Regions from separate parts of the Mus musculus genome. Here all the other regions are linked to region 2. Evidence: chromatin contacts called from public promoter capture Hi-C data. All regions are on one chromosome and are shown on one strand. Each heading gives the region's core, a stretch centred on a gene start, on an enhancer-like site or on the middle of the called end of the contact. The rest is flanking DNA. Distances are from core to core; before and after follow the strand shown. Region 1 holds the start of AY074887 (cDNA sequence AY074887). Region 2 holds the start of Cul5 (cullin 5). Region 3 holds the start of Fbxo22 (F-box protein 22).

What was found. Promoter capture Hi-C pulls out the DNA fragments that hold promoters and counts their contacts.
Region 1: a contact with region 2 is called in a promoter capture Hi-C map of pre-B cells, with 2.4 times the contacts expected there. The contact joins the promoter of AY074887 here to the promoter of Cul5 in region 2. A contact is called at or near these places in 2 of 39 promoter capture datasets (erythroid cells and pre-B cells), 1 of 484 Hi-C or Micro-C datasets (embryonic stem cells) and 1 of 9 other capture datasets (adipose tissue).
Region 3: a contact with region 2 is called in a promoter capture Hi-C map of erythroid cells, with 17 times the contacts expected there. The contact joins the promoter of Fbxo22 here to the promoter of Cul5 in region 2.

The regions. Positions count from the first base shown.
Region 1 is chr9:54,949,257-54,954,043 of GRCm38.p6, forward strand. AY074887 (cDNA sequence AY074887) reads right to left here and starts at 1,698. Exons shown (of 1, transcript NM_145229.2): 1 at 988-1,698. The coding sequence starts at 1,583. The coding sequence ends at 1,185. It overlaps Hykk (hydroxylysine kinase 1), which reads left to right. Exons shown (of 5, transcript NM_177351.4): 5 at 1-668. It overlaps Psma4 (proteasome subunit alpha 4), which reads left to right and starts at 1,603. Exons shown (of 9, transcript NM_011966.3): 1 at 1,603-1,647; 2 at 2,826-2,852; 3 at 3,085-3,127; 4 at 3,423-3,585. The coding sequence starts at 2,850.
Region 2 is chr9:53,666,117-53,670,753 of GRCm38.p6, forward strand. It overlaps Cul5 (cullin 5), which reads right to left and starts at 1,391. Exons shown (of 19, transcript NM_027807.4): 1 at 922-1,391. The coding sequence starts at 945. It overlaps Gm16124 (predicted gene 16124), which reads left to right and starts at 977. Exons shown (of 2, transcript NR_166653.1): 1 at 977-1,239.
Region 3 is chr9:55,206,248-55,211,154 of GRCm38.p6, forward strand. Fbxo22 (F-box protein 22) reads left to right here and starts at 2,688. Exons shown (of 7, transcript NM_028049.2): 1 at 2,688-2,941; 2 at 3,106-3,244. The coding sequence starts at 2,805. Ube2q2 (ubiquitin-conjugating enzyme E2Q family member 2) reads left to right here. Exons shown (of 13, transcript NM_180600.3): 13 at 1-1,282.

The DNA.
Region 1 (4,787 bases), core at 448-2,947, 1.3 Mb after region 2:
TATTGGTGTGGCACGCTGCTTGCCCTTCTCACAGTCAGCCATCGAGCCCTGCTGCTTTCACAAATCAGGATTTTAGGTTAACAAATCTGGAGCGGTTTTGTCTTTCCTGCTTCATTAGTTTTTCAGTAGAATATACTATACTACAATGATTATTGAATGTTATTTTACATGCACTACCTCATTTAATCCAGAACAGAATCACAAAGATATTCTGATGATTAATCTCCATTTTTAAATAAAGAAATAGAGCCTTGAAAAGCTGATTTATTGCTTTAGAAGGGAGCTCAGGCTTAGATCTTGAATTAGGTCTTTGGGCTGTTACCCCTGTTCCTAATCACTACAAAATCCCATCCTGCTGCCTTTCCTTCCTTGTTTTTACACACCCACACCCACACCCACACACATGGGGGCAGTACATGAGATCATTCACATGTGAAACACTTAGGATACTCATATTTGAGGTTTTTATTTAACTTGGCCAATCAGGACCAGAAAAATGGGCTGGAACTTGGGTCTCATTCCAAATCAGTGTTTATCCTGTTATACAATGGAACTCTGCAAGTTTCTCTTGATTGTTCTTGCTAAGAGAGATTCTCCACTAAATTCCTATTGCAAATATTGCTAATTTCTGTTTGAAATTAAATATATGCTGCATTGTATGGATATTTTACCTTTTGGTCTTTTTTTCTCTCTCTCTCTCATTTTTAAAACAGTCTCACTATATATCCCTGGCTGGCTTGGAATTTACAGGGCAAACCAGGTCCTGAGTACAGGCCAGGTCCCGTCTACATGCAACTAAATTTCTAAGCTTCCCCCTTTAAGAAACCCAGATCCAACCGTTTTGCCTACACAGAAGACAAAGGCCCTGTACATAGTCAACCCACTAGCTCTTCAACCCCCAACATAGGCACAAAAACTAGGTAAGATTGGAAAGGAGAAATGGATGAAGAGAAGTCTTTTTTTCGTTTTTTTTTTTTTTTTTTTTTTTTTTTTTTTTTTTTTCTTTTGTCCGAGACAGGGTTTCTCTGTGTACCCCTGGCTGTCCTGGAACTCACTCTGTAGACCATGCTGGCCTCGAACTCAGAAATCCGCCTGCCTCAGCCTCCCAAGTGCAGGGATTAAAGGCGTGCACCACCACTGCCCGGCGAAGAGAAGTCTTAAACTTAGAACAAAAGTTATCCCAATTAAAGAGTTGGATCTGAGAAAGGAGAAAATGAGGCTAAGAGGAAGAACAAAGGAAAAACTGTTAAGGGGCAAGACTGGAAGAGTAAACGATTTGATTTGTCTATACAGTTGCTACTCTGGCCTCCATTAGAATGGTACAGAAGAGAAAACGAAAGTGGAGTGCAAAGCGTAGGAGGAATCTGGTTCCACTCTCCACGGTATAGACGCTTCCCTCCTCCCTCCAGTCCTCCTCTAATACAGACCGCAGCCAAAGCCGAGGTTGTGCTTCTGCACAGTCCACGTGGGCAGACTGAGCCCGCCCCAGCACTGGGAGAACTTCCGCGTCCTCCCGCCCCGCCCCGCCCCCTCGCAGTCCTGCGCACGCGCGGGAGCCATATTCGCCGCGGATGCTTGGCCATCCGGGTTGGTTCTTCTCCAGCTGAGTAAAGAGGCGCTGATCTGCACCCTCACCGTCTTCCTCTGGTGAGGCTCAGTCCTTTAGGGGCCGCGGAGTCGAGGTGTCTGTCTCCCGGGCGGGGGCCATCTGCGTGGAGACCACGGCCCAGGCCCGCGGCCGCCACCGAGGAGCCGTGGGCACGATGACTTTGCACCCGCCTCCTCGGTGACCGGCCTGCCAGGGACTGGTCCCCGCCGGCCGCCGTCGGGTATCCCCGCGGGGCCTTGACGGCTCGCCTGGGCTCTGAGACCCTCCGGGCCGGTGCGAGGGGTGGGGGCGGCTGCGGCCCAGAGAGTCAATTCGGGAAAGTGGCGCTGCGGGGGAAAGTCCAAGTCTTGTAGCGCCGGCGCCAGGCGTGGAGGTAGCTGTGTTCACAGTCGAATCCGAAACCCGCCGTGGCCTCCTGGCTGCTGTGCTCAGGGCCACCTTTCTGTTTCTCCTACATGTTGGAACCGACTCCTGGCAGGTTAACTCTCCTTAGGCCTGACGACTCTTCTAAAATGTCACTTCCCGTGGTCCTTGAATCCAGCCCGTCGGTGAAGCGGTCTTAAGTAAGATAAAGGTGTTTTCTAACATCTGGGCGCGCAGACCCTTCAAATGTCTGCTTAGCTTTCCAGCCACGATGCCTTCCTTATATCCCATTTGGCAACATAGGAATTGAACTGCCATTTTTCTACTAAGGCAGAGTTTCCATTGCTGTCTTTCGAAGAAACGGAAATAAGGACCAGGTTTACCACCTAACCCCTACACCCCCAAATTTAGGACCATGTGAATTATCCACTTTGTTAACCTTTCTCAGCCTGCTCTACTTGGAATGCCCTTCCTTCACCCCTTCACAATTCTTTTTCTTTGACTTGAGGCTTTTCAACTTACCTTTGCCTCTCCCACCTCTAATTTACTCTCATTATCTGTATTGGTTTCCTAAAATCTTACTTGCTGTCGATTCTGCTTTCCCTCCCCACCCTGAATGTCTCTTCCATGTTGCTTTATAATCTTTGTCTGTCATACCTGGCTGCTAGATTCTGAGCTTTTCAGGACACCATGGTTTACCTTTATTGTGGTGGCCCAGCATCTGTATAGGTCCCAGTGGTGGTGCAGTTCATGTTAGCTGAGTGATGGTGTGGATCAAGTGGTATTAACAGTGGAAGACACTTCTTAAAATTGTGGGGGTTTTGTTATTAATGATCCTGTTTTCTTTTCACAGGAATCAACATAAAGTTCAGAAACCATGGTGAGTTCATGACACGTTTCCTTTAACTTTTGCCTGGGAACATTATGGCTTGTTTGAAGCTCACAGCCTGACATGGAAGAAAATGAAACCAAAGGGGTAGAGGGAGTTGAATGGGGTCTTCCGTCTTCTTTCCACTGAACTCAGCACCAGGGTGTCATTGTATCCAATGCATGGACATCCGGAAGTTGGCGTATGTCAGTGAACAGGCATCATCTCTGTTTTTCCTTTGCAGTCTCGAAGATATGACTCCAGGACCACAATATTTTCTCCAGAAGGTAAATTAGAAGATTTAACCTGCTCCAAAGAAGGTTGGGGCATTTTGTTGTGGTTGTTGCTTTAAGTAGTATATTTTTAGTGTTGGGGTCTAGTGTGACGTTTAGCTACACACATTTTGGAGTTGACTTCATTCCTTTGGTTCTTGGAGATAACTTGTCACCAGGTTCATTACGCCATGCATTGTGGGCGAGTAAATGCAGGGCTGTTGATGCCAGCCTACCTGTGTCATTGCTGATTTCTCTCAGATGAGTGGTGCAAGAGCGAGAGGAACCGTGGTGTCTCACTGTTTTGTAGGTCGCTTATACCAAGTGGAGTATGCCATGGAAGCCATTGGACATGCAGGCACCTGTTTGGGGATTTTAGCCAATGATGGAGTTTTGCTTGCAGCGGAGAGGCGCAACATCCACAAGCTTCTTGATGAAGTCTTCTTTTCTGAGAAAATTTATAAACTTAATGAGTAAGTGCGATCATGGGGAAGAGCTTGAACTATTGCACTTGACAGCGTACTCAGGATTTGCATATTTAAGGAGGGATCTTCTATGTGAAGTGATAGAACTGAAATGAGCAGTTTTATTATTTTTCTTGTAAAAATCTGTGTATTTGCTTTATTTTGCTTGACATCTCCTTGCAGCCCATTATATCTCAGTTCATTATGTGTATAATTCACTTGAAATGCAAAGATAAACACTTGGTGCAAAATAGCACTGTGCAGTGATAAAAGTATGTATGTATTTTCTGGCCACACAGGTTTGGTTTAAAATCTAAAGTCCATGGATACAAGGTGCTACACCTATTATCTAACTTCTTGAGGATCAGAGTGGTTATGGGAATCAAATGAAACAAAATAGTGAAATAAACTAACACAGTGCCACCGTGTAAAGCAGGGCCTCAGGATGCCCTTCAGAATGGCACGCAGGAATTCTGTACAGTTATCCTGACTCTTTACCAAAGAACAAGGCTCGTGGAGGTCTGACACAGTTCAGCCACAGGGTGCAGTCTGATTCTGTCCAGTTTGAGTACTTGGAGCTGGCTGTGGGATTTGGTTGTTGGTGGAAGACTGGCTGTGCTATATAGAGACTTTGCCATCAGTGGTAGGCCGGCTGAAGACTTGGCACTGGGGCCTAGTTAATTATTTGTTTATGTATTACAGCTTTGGATGTGTTTACCAAGCACACTGACCACTCTCACAACCTATTCTTACCTTCCCATCTCCCACCCTTCTCCCCACAAATATTTATGTCTGTCTGTTTTGATTCACTGGCATTACCAGGGCCATCTGTGTGAGAGCTGCTTGCTGGAGTCTGGTGGGCTCAGCAGTGTGTACATATAGCCGAGAACAGTGAGTCTTGCCCAGAATCTACCAGTAACCAATAGATCCTATATAAGGGGTAGGGTCCTATGAGCTACTCTTGGCTAATTATTGACAGGGCTGGTCTTGTCCGCGCCCAAACTAGTTGTAAGCTTGTGACTTCACTTGTCAGATCTAGAGAACGTGCTTTGCTGCCCTTACTCTGTCTCCTCTCTTAAGTAGTTGGCAGCCCCTTTCCCACAACGTTCACAGACCTTAGAGAGGGAGTGGTTGGTCTGAGTGACATCCTTAGGACTGTCTCACACTCTCATTTATTTCCTGTGTTATGGGAAGCTATGAGTCTGCACTAT
Region 2 (4,637 bases), core at 141-2,640:
GAGCATTATCTATTATTATCTATTATTATTATTATTAATTCACACAGCCTGCGAACATAGTGTTTATGTCCCCTCAGGTAATCACTAGTCCCATATTTCAGTTAGTAAGTTCAGGTCAGAATTCTTACTAAAAAACACAAACTCGCCTCAATTGTCTTCCTCAATCCTCATTTTTTTAGAGATGATTCTACATAACCTGCTCGCCCTGGGACTCTCCTGGCATTTACAACTTTTCAATGCTTTCTTTAAATGAAAACTTTTCTACACCCTAAAAGGATGGACAGCAGCACTTGATCGGGTGCCATCGATGTCCTATAAGGGAGGTCAGGATTGGGAGACAGTTCCTCAAGGGACAGAGAAAAGGTGGAAATAGACGGCCAGGCGTGAGAGAACTGGTGGGAAGGTGTGACATTCAGAGAAGGGAGGAAAGAGGTGAAGTGGCAGGCAGGCACTGCTGTCTAACTCACAGTTCCTGCAGAGTGCGAACAGAAATTAAGGAATGGGGTTGGGGGAGCATGGGGGGACCAGCCATTGAAACCTGCTAGGCAGCATTTTGCTGGGATTTTTTTCCCCTATTATGTCTTTGACACTCCATTCAGAAGGGACGGGCCCCAAGAGTCACAATGATGGGTTGGTGCGGCCCAGCGACACTGCTCTCGCTCCCAGCCGGGGTTGGTCCCTTGAAAGCATCGCTGCGAGTCGGTGAGCCGGCGGGAGGAACCCACCAGGTCCTCTGGACCCCCGAGGCCAGGGCCCGGCGTCGGGGTGCTCGGGCAACAGCCACCCCGGCTCATTCCGGTGGACAACCCCGAACCGCTCTCCTCATACACATCTTGCCGCTCCCACGGAGCCCGGTCCTTCCCCGGGAGCCGAGCGCATCGATGGCCGGGCAAAAGCCCGGCTGCAGCCGGGGGGACTTACCTTTAACAGATTAGACGTCGCCATGTTCTCAACTTGGACTCTCGCGAGACGGGGCGAGACTTGGCGGCGCTCGGGGCCAGGCCTCCTCGAGAGGCCGGGGTTCCCAGCAGGACCCCGCAGGCCGCGGCGGGGGATGCGGGGGACGCCGGAGCGGCGTGCCGTCAGCGCCGAGCTCGTCCCGGGCAGCCGTGCTTCCTCGGGCTTTCCAGCTACATGGTCACCCCGGCCTGCCCACGCGAGAGAGCGCATGCAAACGCTTGAGGAGACGCGAGCGGCGAATGGTGGGAAGGGACCGGGAGCCGACCAGACCGGGAAGAGGTAGTAGCCACTTCCTCGGGCCTCCCCAGCTCGCCTTCGCTTCTGCCGCTGGGCTTGCACCCGCTTGGGCCGCCGGCAACGACTTTATCTCGGCTTAGGGCCCGCACCTCAGGGTCCGTGGCGGCGTCACGTGACGCGGCGGGCGGGGGCGTGCTCGGGAGCAACCCAGGCGACAGCAAGCCACTGGGTCCCGAGGCCCGCGCGGAGGGTGCGAGCGCGCCCTCTGCTGGCTGGAGCCGGCGCAGCCCTCACGCGCTCGCCCCAGATCGGAATGGCTATTCAGAGCTCAGGATTAGATTAGCCTGGAAGGCTTCTTACTGCTGTCCTCAGGAAATGCTGACTGAGAGAAGGCGCCCAGTCAATTAATAAATGATGCACAAACGTACTGTTATTCCTATAAACAAAAAAAAAAACCCTGCTTGTTCAAGAAGTGATTGTTAATCTTGGGTTCCTTAAGACATATCCTAGAGCACCCTATAGTATTTTCTCCAAATTGCATCGCTTCTGATCACGAATCTCTGATCAAGGGAAGAGAATGTAATTTATACAGGGATCTCTCAGGTTAGCTGTTATTTAATGCATTATGCAAGTTCCTAATACTACCCTTTGGGGGTTTTAGTTGCTTGGTTGGTTGGTTGGATTGGTTTTTGACAGTTTCTCTATGTAGCCCTGGCTGTACTGAAACGCCATCTGTAGACCAGGCTGGTCTTGAACTCGGAGAGTGGAGGTAGGTGCCTCTGCCTCCCAAGTGTTGGGATTAAAGGTGTGGGAAACCACCACCTGGTATCAAATTTGTTTCTTTGAAACTCATCTCTCACTGTCCAACAATTTTAGTCTCAGTACTCAAAGCAGAGGCAAGAGGATCTCCGTAAGATTGGGGACAGCCTGGTCTACAGAGCAAGTTTCAGAACAGCTAGGTCAAAAAACCCAAGAAAACAAAAGTTTCTCAAACGTTGCTAGTGCATTCTTTATATTAATATAACCTGGGGTGCTACTTAGAAAAGCAGACTTTCAGGCTCCACTCTGAAGGATTTTATTTCATATATTATGCCTGAAAACTCCTTTTGCCCCAAGCATTCCAGGTAGCTATGTTTAAAGAAGACTTTCTATGTATTCTTGGATGGCCAGGAATTCTGTATGTAGACCAAGTTGACCTAGAACTCTAGAGTTCTGCCTGCCTCTGCCTCCAGAGTGACTGGTGGGATTATAGGTATACGCCTCCCTCGGAAAAGGCCAAGAGTTCTTTATATCTGCTTCGTGCTGGGTGTGGTGGAGCATGCCTTTAATCCTAGCACACTCTTAAGTTCCAGGCCAATTAGAGCTATAAAGTGAGACCCCTATCTAAACAATATAGCACTTAAAGTGAGTTAAGATTTGCTACTTTAGGACTGAAGAGATAGCTCAGTGGTTAAGAGCACTGACTGCTCTTCCATAGGTCCTCAGTTCAATTCCCAGCAACCACATGGTGGCTCACAACCATCTGTAATGGGATCCAATGCCCTCTTCTGGTGTGTCTGAAGACGGCTACAGCGTACCCATATGCATAAAATAAATAAATCTTAAAAAAAAAATCTGCTACTTCACAATGGGCCTTAGTTATCTTGTTTGTGAAATTAGTATTAAAACATCTATAGCATAGTGCTATGGCAAAAATTAAATGTAAAGGCTAGAGAGATGGCCCAGTATACTCACATACATTAAAAATAAAATAAAATAAAAAGGGTATCATAGTCCATTAAAAAAATAAAAATGACAAAACCGGGTGTGGTGCCGCTCGCCTTTAATCCCAGCACTTGGGAGGCAGAGGCAGGTGGATTTCTGAGTTCAAGGCCAGCCAGGGCTACACAGAGAAACCCTGCCTCAAAAAACACAAAACAAACAAACAAACAAGACATGATTCTATTCATTTTTGGTTTTGTTCTGTTGTTTTTCACAACAGAAAGATTTCTCTGTGTAGCTCTGACTCTCCTGGAACTCGCTCTTTAAACAGGATGGCCTTGAACTCGGAGATCTGCCTGCCTCTGTCTCCTGAGTGCTGGGATTAGAGTTTGCCACCACCTCAGCTGATTCCATACATTTTAATAGATTAATTACTGAATGCTGGAATTTATCACTCATGGCAGAAACCTTAAGTATTAATTAAACATTGTGAAAAGAACAGTGAAGAAGAAAAAAAAAGCCAAGGATGCAAAAATAGAAGGGAGAATAGTCCAGAGAGATGACTCGGGTAAAAAAATATACCGGCTGTCTGGAAAGATCCAGTTCTGTGGGGGATCTAATGCTTCCGGCCTCCGAGGGACTCTGTACTCACATACATATACACAGAGAGATACACATACACACAACACACATGTAAGTATGTTAATTTTGACATGCCATGACTAGCTCAAAGATTGGGCACTCCTAAACTTTCCCCTGCTAGTAAACACTCCCGTCTGGTACTCCTGAGACTCCTAAACCTTCCCATGCTTCCCGGGTAGCCAGTGGCCACTTACCCAACTTCTTGTACGAACAAGGCAAAGCTGTTTGGCCTTGCTCTCTTGCTGTTCTTATATCCAGTCCTTCCTCTCTTCCTCTAGTCTGGTTATCTAGCCCTTGCAATTCTCCAGGTCCTGCCCTCTCTCCATTGGCCCAGCCATTGTAAGGCAAGTCTTTATTACCAATCAGAGCCAGCTGGGGGCAGACTTTCTTTACAAACGGAGAACACCAGCCAATACAGTTTCTAAGCTTTGAACTTTAACCTCGGCATCTTGAGTCTCATTAGCCTCCATCCTCCTTTTAGGAAGAAATGTTTCAATCAAGGAGTAGCCACACAACCTGCCACCCCTCCCTTTGGCTTATATTCTTTCCATCCTTACTTCTATGATGCTTTCTGAGCTTATTGGGAGGCACGGGTGGTAATTGTAGGTACCCAGTTATTTTTTTCCATGGGAAGCTGAACACCGGGCCACTCTGCCACAGCCACAGTTAATTCTCAGGAGGTTAGCTAAGTGGTTAACGAGTCTCTGCAGTACACTGCAGGAAAGGAAATCCCTCCACGACAAACTAGGCTGACAGCTGCAGTAATTATGTGTATAATCACAAATGTTTAAAAGGCAATTTACAGCTGGGCGTGGTGGCGCACGCCTTTAATCCCAGCACTTGGGAGGCGGAGGCAGGCGGATTTCTGAGTTGGAGGCCAGCCTGGTCTACAAAGTGAGTTCCAGGACAGCCAGGGCTATAGAGAGAAACCCTGTCTTGAAAACAAACCAAAAAAAAAAAAGGCAATTTACTAGGCACATCATACTCATTTAACAGTGCAGTAGCAGTTGCTTCTCCACTGAGGCCTAAGACCTTCCCAGCCACTGGCATTTTGTCCTTTGTTACAGCACTGTGTGTAAATTTTCTTTGTGGAACAG
Region 3 (4,907 bases), core at 1,438-3,937, 1.5 Mb after region 2:
CTTGAAAAGTGAAATCTTTTAAGCAGGGAAGTGAGCATCCGTTTACTGCAGCTGTGATTTTTACAGTAACCTTTCTATATTGAGCCTATGGGGTATGAAGATTTGCAAAATCTTGTTTGTTTAGAGCCAATAAAAGTTTAACTGATGGTCAATACTGGTTTAGAAATTTTAGGTCTTCTAAACCATAGCTTTTTCAGGTCTGAAATAATTTTATTGCCAAAATTATGACAGGAAGCCTCCTCATTAAATTGTTACACTTTTTCACGGTTGTGTGAAAGTTTGAACTAATCTAAAAGTATGATCGTAATTGTACCATATTAGCGTACAGCAAAACGAGGCAGCCACTTGTGAGCAGTAATTTCCACTGGAGCAGCAGGGTCCTAGTGGACCAAACCTGCTTCCTGTTGGTTCAGCATTTCTTGTGAGGAAGAGCCACAGTGCAGAGCCTGAAGTTCTAAAGTATGAGGTCATTTTACCTTTCCATTTATTAGCGGGGTGTTGCAATTGACGATAAACTAATAAACTTATGGAATGGTTGGCACAAAGACAGACTCTTTGAGCAAAATTATGAAAGATACCTAAATTGGAGATCCTTAAATTTTTGCTGTAGTCATGCAGTGGCTTTTACATCAGAAGACCAGTAGGAGTTCAGCCTGTGTTAATTCTTTTTTAAAATGTGACACAGATCAATGTACTTTGCATTTTTATTACCTTTCCTGAATCAATCCTCTTTGGTTGGTAATAGACTTTTTTGGATCCATGTTTGATTTGAATCTAGCTACTTAAGCACTTTTAAAAGAAACCTCGAAGCACACTCCTGCACGACCCAGTACAGAGTTAAACGGCTTTTCTTATATATTTGATTTGAGATTTTTTTTTTAAACTTTGCAAACCACATCTAGGAGATGTGGCACTTGTGCATTTTATGTGTGGTGTTAGTTTCTCTTGATTCTGTTGGTTAAGAGGGCAGAAAAGATATCTGGTATTCTTGGTCACTTGGTTACCCTAAATATATGATTGCCAGTGGCTCAGATGACAAGTGACAAGACAGAATTCTTCAACACATTATTAAGTTCCTTATGCCTAAGGCAAAATCTTGAATACATTATTGAATTCTAATTTCCTAATGGCTAGCAGATTGACAGCTGCACATTTGGCATGCTTTGGGGTTGGGTTTTTTTTTTTTTTTGATTTTATTTTTCATTGCAGATTTATTTGGCAATGTACAGTAAATTTTGTAAACTTGCATCAAGTTTATGAATAAAGAACCATTTAAAAATCAGTTTGTCACCTTTCCCTCTTATGAGATGCTATAATTCAGGCGTCTATAGGCTCTATATTGAATTTCTAGTGTAGGCTGTTTAAAGAGAAGATGGGGTGTGGGGAGGTTTCAGAAGTGGAGATGAAGATACTGAGAGGGATAGGGAACCTAGAATTGGTGTGTACACACATAGTGTATTCAGTTTTTCTTTAACCATTCCCTTACTGCGTTCTTTAAATTCAAATACATGTGGGTTTCTAGTGCTGTTTTAATTAATGTCTCTAATGTTCTTAGGGTACTATTAGCACAGTTCCTCTTGTACACTCAAGGCCTCTATACACACCACTATCTGTAGATCTCATCAGAATCTCAGCAGAAGGAAAGCCTTTTCTTTCCTTGACTGAAATTCCTGTGCCAGTTTCATGTTTGGTTTGAATGTTATGTCTCCATGTACAGCCTCCCTACTTCATTCAGAAACAGTTGTTTTTTCTGAAGGTTGCCTTAGCTGAGGAAATGTTCAGAAGTCCTCCTCTTAAACATACTGACCCTTGGTGTTCATTCCCTAGTCGTCATAACATGTTCCCGCACCCCACCCCCACCCCAACCAGTGCCTGGTGAGAAGAGTGGAGCCACAGAGCAGTTTGGAAGTTCTAGAAGTAGGATTTAGGGCTCCTGGAGAGCCCAGAGCTGCTGGGGTTTTTTATTAACGGGAAGCATTGAAGTTTTCACACATTCCCAGTGTATCGTGGTGTTTTGGAGACTGTATGATGCGTCCATGTTTGCTACTTAAGTCTTAAGGTTTCCAGAGTAAAGTGGCTGCTGCTTGTTGAGGGCTTGTTCATGTTTTTTTGTGTTATCTTACATATTTTGCAGTAGGGTCTAGATTGTTTTCGGCTTTTGACCCTCCTGCCTCCAGCTTGCTAGATGCAAACATGCATCATCTTGTCCAGCTCAAAATGTTCTAATGGGTTATCACAGTGTAAAAGATCTAGAAGCCAAAACAAGAAGCACCAGGTCAGGCCAAGTAGCTGGGGACAAAGTGCCCCTCAGTCAGGAGACAACCTATTCAGTTGAAATGAAGCAGCCTCTACTGTTCTTTCATTTGTGGTTCGGGAATGTATGGTGTTGGGCTTCATCCCCTGTGATTCTGTATGTAGCCCTGCAGGGAAGAGCCAGCAGGAGCCAAAGAATAATGGCTCCTGTGTGAAAATATCTATCTGGTTTGGCATGTGCTTTCTGTAGCAATTAATAGTGCCAAAGAATGGCGAGTGCTATTTATGTCTACTCGCTTAAAACTTAAGACCTAACGAGTTAACCAGATTGACCAAATAGTGTTTGCAGCCGGCTTAAACGCCAGGCTGCCTCCGGTCCCTTCCGGGCGGAACTGTGCAGGCCGGTGCACCGCCGCAGCGGCGTGTCCAGTACCGGAAGCGGCCCACCGGAAGTGGCGCGCGCCTGCTCAGGGAGCTCGGGTTGTAGGTGGTGCGCCGGCCGCTCCGGTACCCCTGAGACTCTGTAGGGCCTTCGGGCCGGTAGGCGAGGAATGGAGCCGGCAGGCGGCGGTGGCGGCGTCTCCTCCTCCACAGATCCGCGAAGCACCTACGTGCTGAGTAACCTTGCGGAGGTGGTGGAGCGTGTGTTTACCTTCCTGCCGGCCAAAGCGCTGCTTCGGGTAGCCGGGTGAGGGCGAATGGGGCGGGAGGAGACCTTCGTCCCGGAGGGTGGCGGGGTCGCCTCTGCCGGGACCTCTGCCCGGGTTTCCTAGTGCTTAGCTGGCGCTGCGAGGCTGCTGACGGTGGGAACCGGCCGCCCGGCGGCAACCCTTTGTGCTTTTGCATCCCCAGAGTATGCCGCCTGTGGAGGGAGTGTGTACGCAGAGTGCTGCGGACCCATCGCAGCGTGACCTGGATCTCCGCGGGTGTGGCTGAAGCGGGCCACCTGGAGGGACATTGCTTGGTGCGCGTGGTAGCTGAGGCGCTTGAGGCAAGTATGGAGTTATGCGTTGGACAGTCACTTGCAGGACTGGTGGGCCATCTTGGAGAACTTTTTAAAAAATCAAGATTGTGATACATATCCTTGCTTTCGTTAACTCGGAGAACCTATGCTCGTATTCTGGCTTTTGTAGTAAACGTCAGGTTTTGTAGGGGCGTACTGCGGTTTAGTCATTATTAGATGTTGGGCAATTGAAGTATCCAGGTGTCCACTATTACAAGGCCGTACAGAGCCTTCCTTAACTTGCCTCAATTTTGCAATGAAGGTGTTGGGTATCGCTTGCCCAGGGTCTCACACTAGAACCGGAAGAACTAAAACTTCTACCTAAATACGTAAACCACATTCCTTTTCTCATTTTTGTCCCTGGATCCAGGAGAGTCAGTGTTCAGGGAGGTGAAGACAGATTATAGAGCTGATAGATAGTGAATCTCCAGTATCTCACTGAGTGGCAGGGGCCCTCGTGAGGAAATTGCCAATTTGATGCCCTATTATCGCTTAGTATGTATAATAGGCAAATAGGAATGTTCTACTTAACCACAATATAGTCTCCACATTGGGAAGTTATCATTGATGTATGTGTCGATTCTTTTGGTGTTGAGTTTGGTTTTCAACTTGATCCAGAAAGAGGGAACTCAAGTTAAGTGCCTGCCAAAGATTGACCCGTGGACAAATCTGTAGGCCACTCTCTTGATTAATGTTTGGTGTGGGAGCCAAAGTGCCCCAGTGCTTTTCTTAAGAGCAGAAGGATTTGATTCTGTTCCCAATGAGTAACTGAAAGGCGCGCTCCTTTGGTTTGTATGTTTCTCCAACCTGACTTTCTGTACCAGCCCCAACACTTAAGAAAATTCAAGGCACAAGTTGAGTGTGACTGGGATTTATTAGATTTTTTTATCCCATTACCTTAAATTCCTTGATTTAAGAGGTGTCTGCCAGAAACTTCTGCCTTTAAATTTTCTGTCCTGTTGCAGTTAATAAGTATTTGTCTGTAGAGAAGCTTTGAAACTTACTTTTCATTCTCTTCCACTTTGTTCACACAGCACTCATACATACGCTTGGTCTCTTGTGTAGAGCTGTACCTGTTACTGTTAGACTCTCCTTGGTACTCACACAGTCTTTGTGTGGCTAGTGAGCACTCAAGCCAGTTTTATTGTCTCTTAGGGATGACCTTTCTTTTGGCACCAGTTGTCTTCAGCTTGTATTTCACCTGCTTCATTCAAGAACTTAGTAGTTTCACTAATAGTCTTGGTTTCTTTTAGTGGAGAATGGTATTTAATTTAGACTCTAAGGTCAGTACTGTGTAAGTCTACTCACTGTTTTAAGGGTTTGCTTCCTCTAGCCTAGACAGGAATATGTGTGTATGTATATGCATATGCAATTGTTCTTTGGTATTGTCAGGGTAGTCGATGCACCATATTGAATTCCACAGCTGCTCAAGTTCCTTATAAAGTGGTATAGTATTCTGTTAACCTATATTGCCCACCCTTATTTAAATTCAAATTTCTAGATTATTTATACCTCATATAAGGTATAAATGTAGACTATATTAGGAAATAAAGACAAAAAAGTTTGTAAATATAGCATAGATTCGGCCCCTCCCCCATTTTAAAAAAAAATAGCTGCATTTGACTCATTGGATGAAGAGAGAGGTGATGAC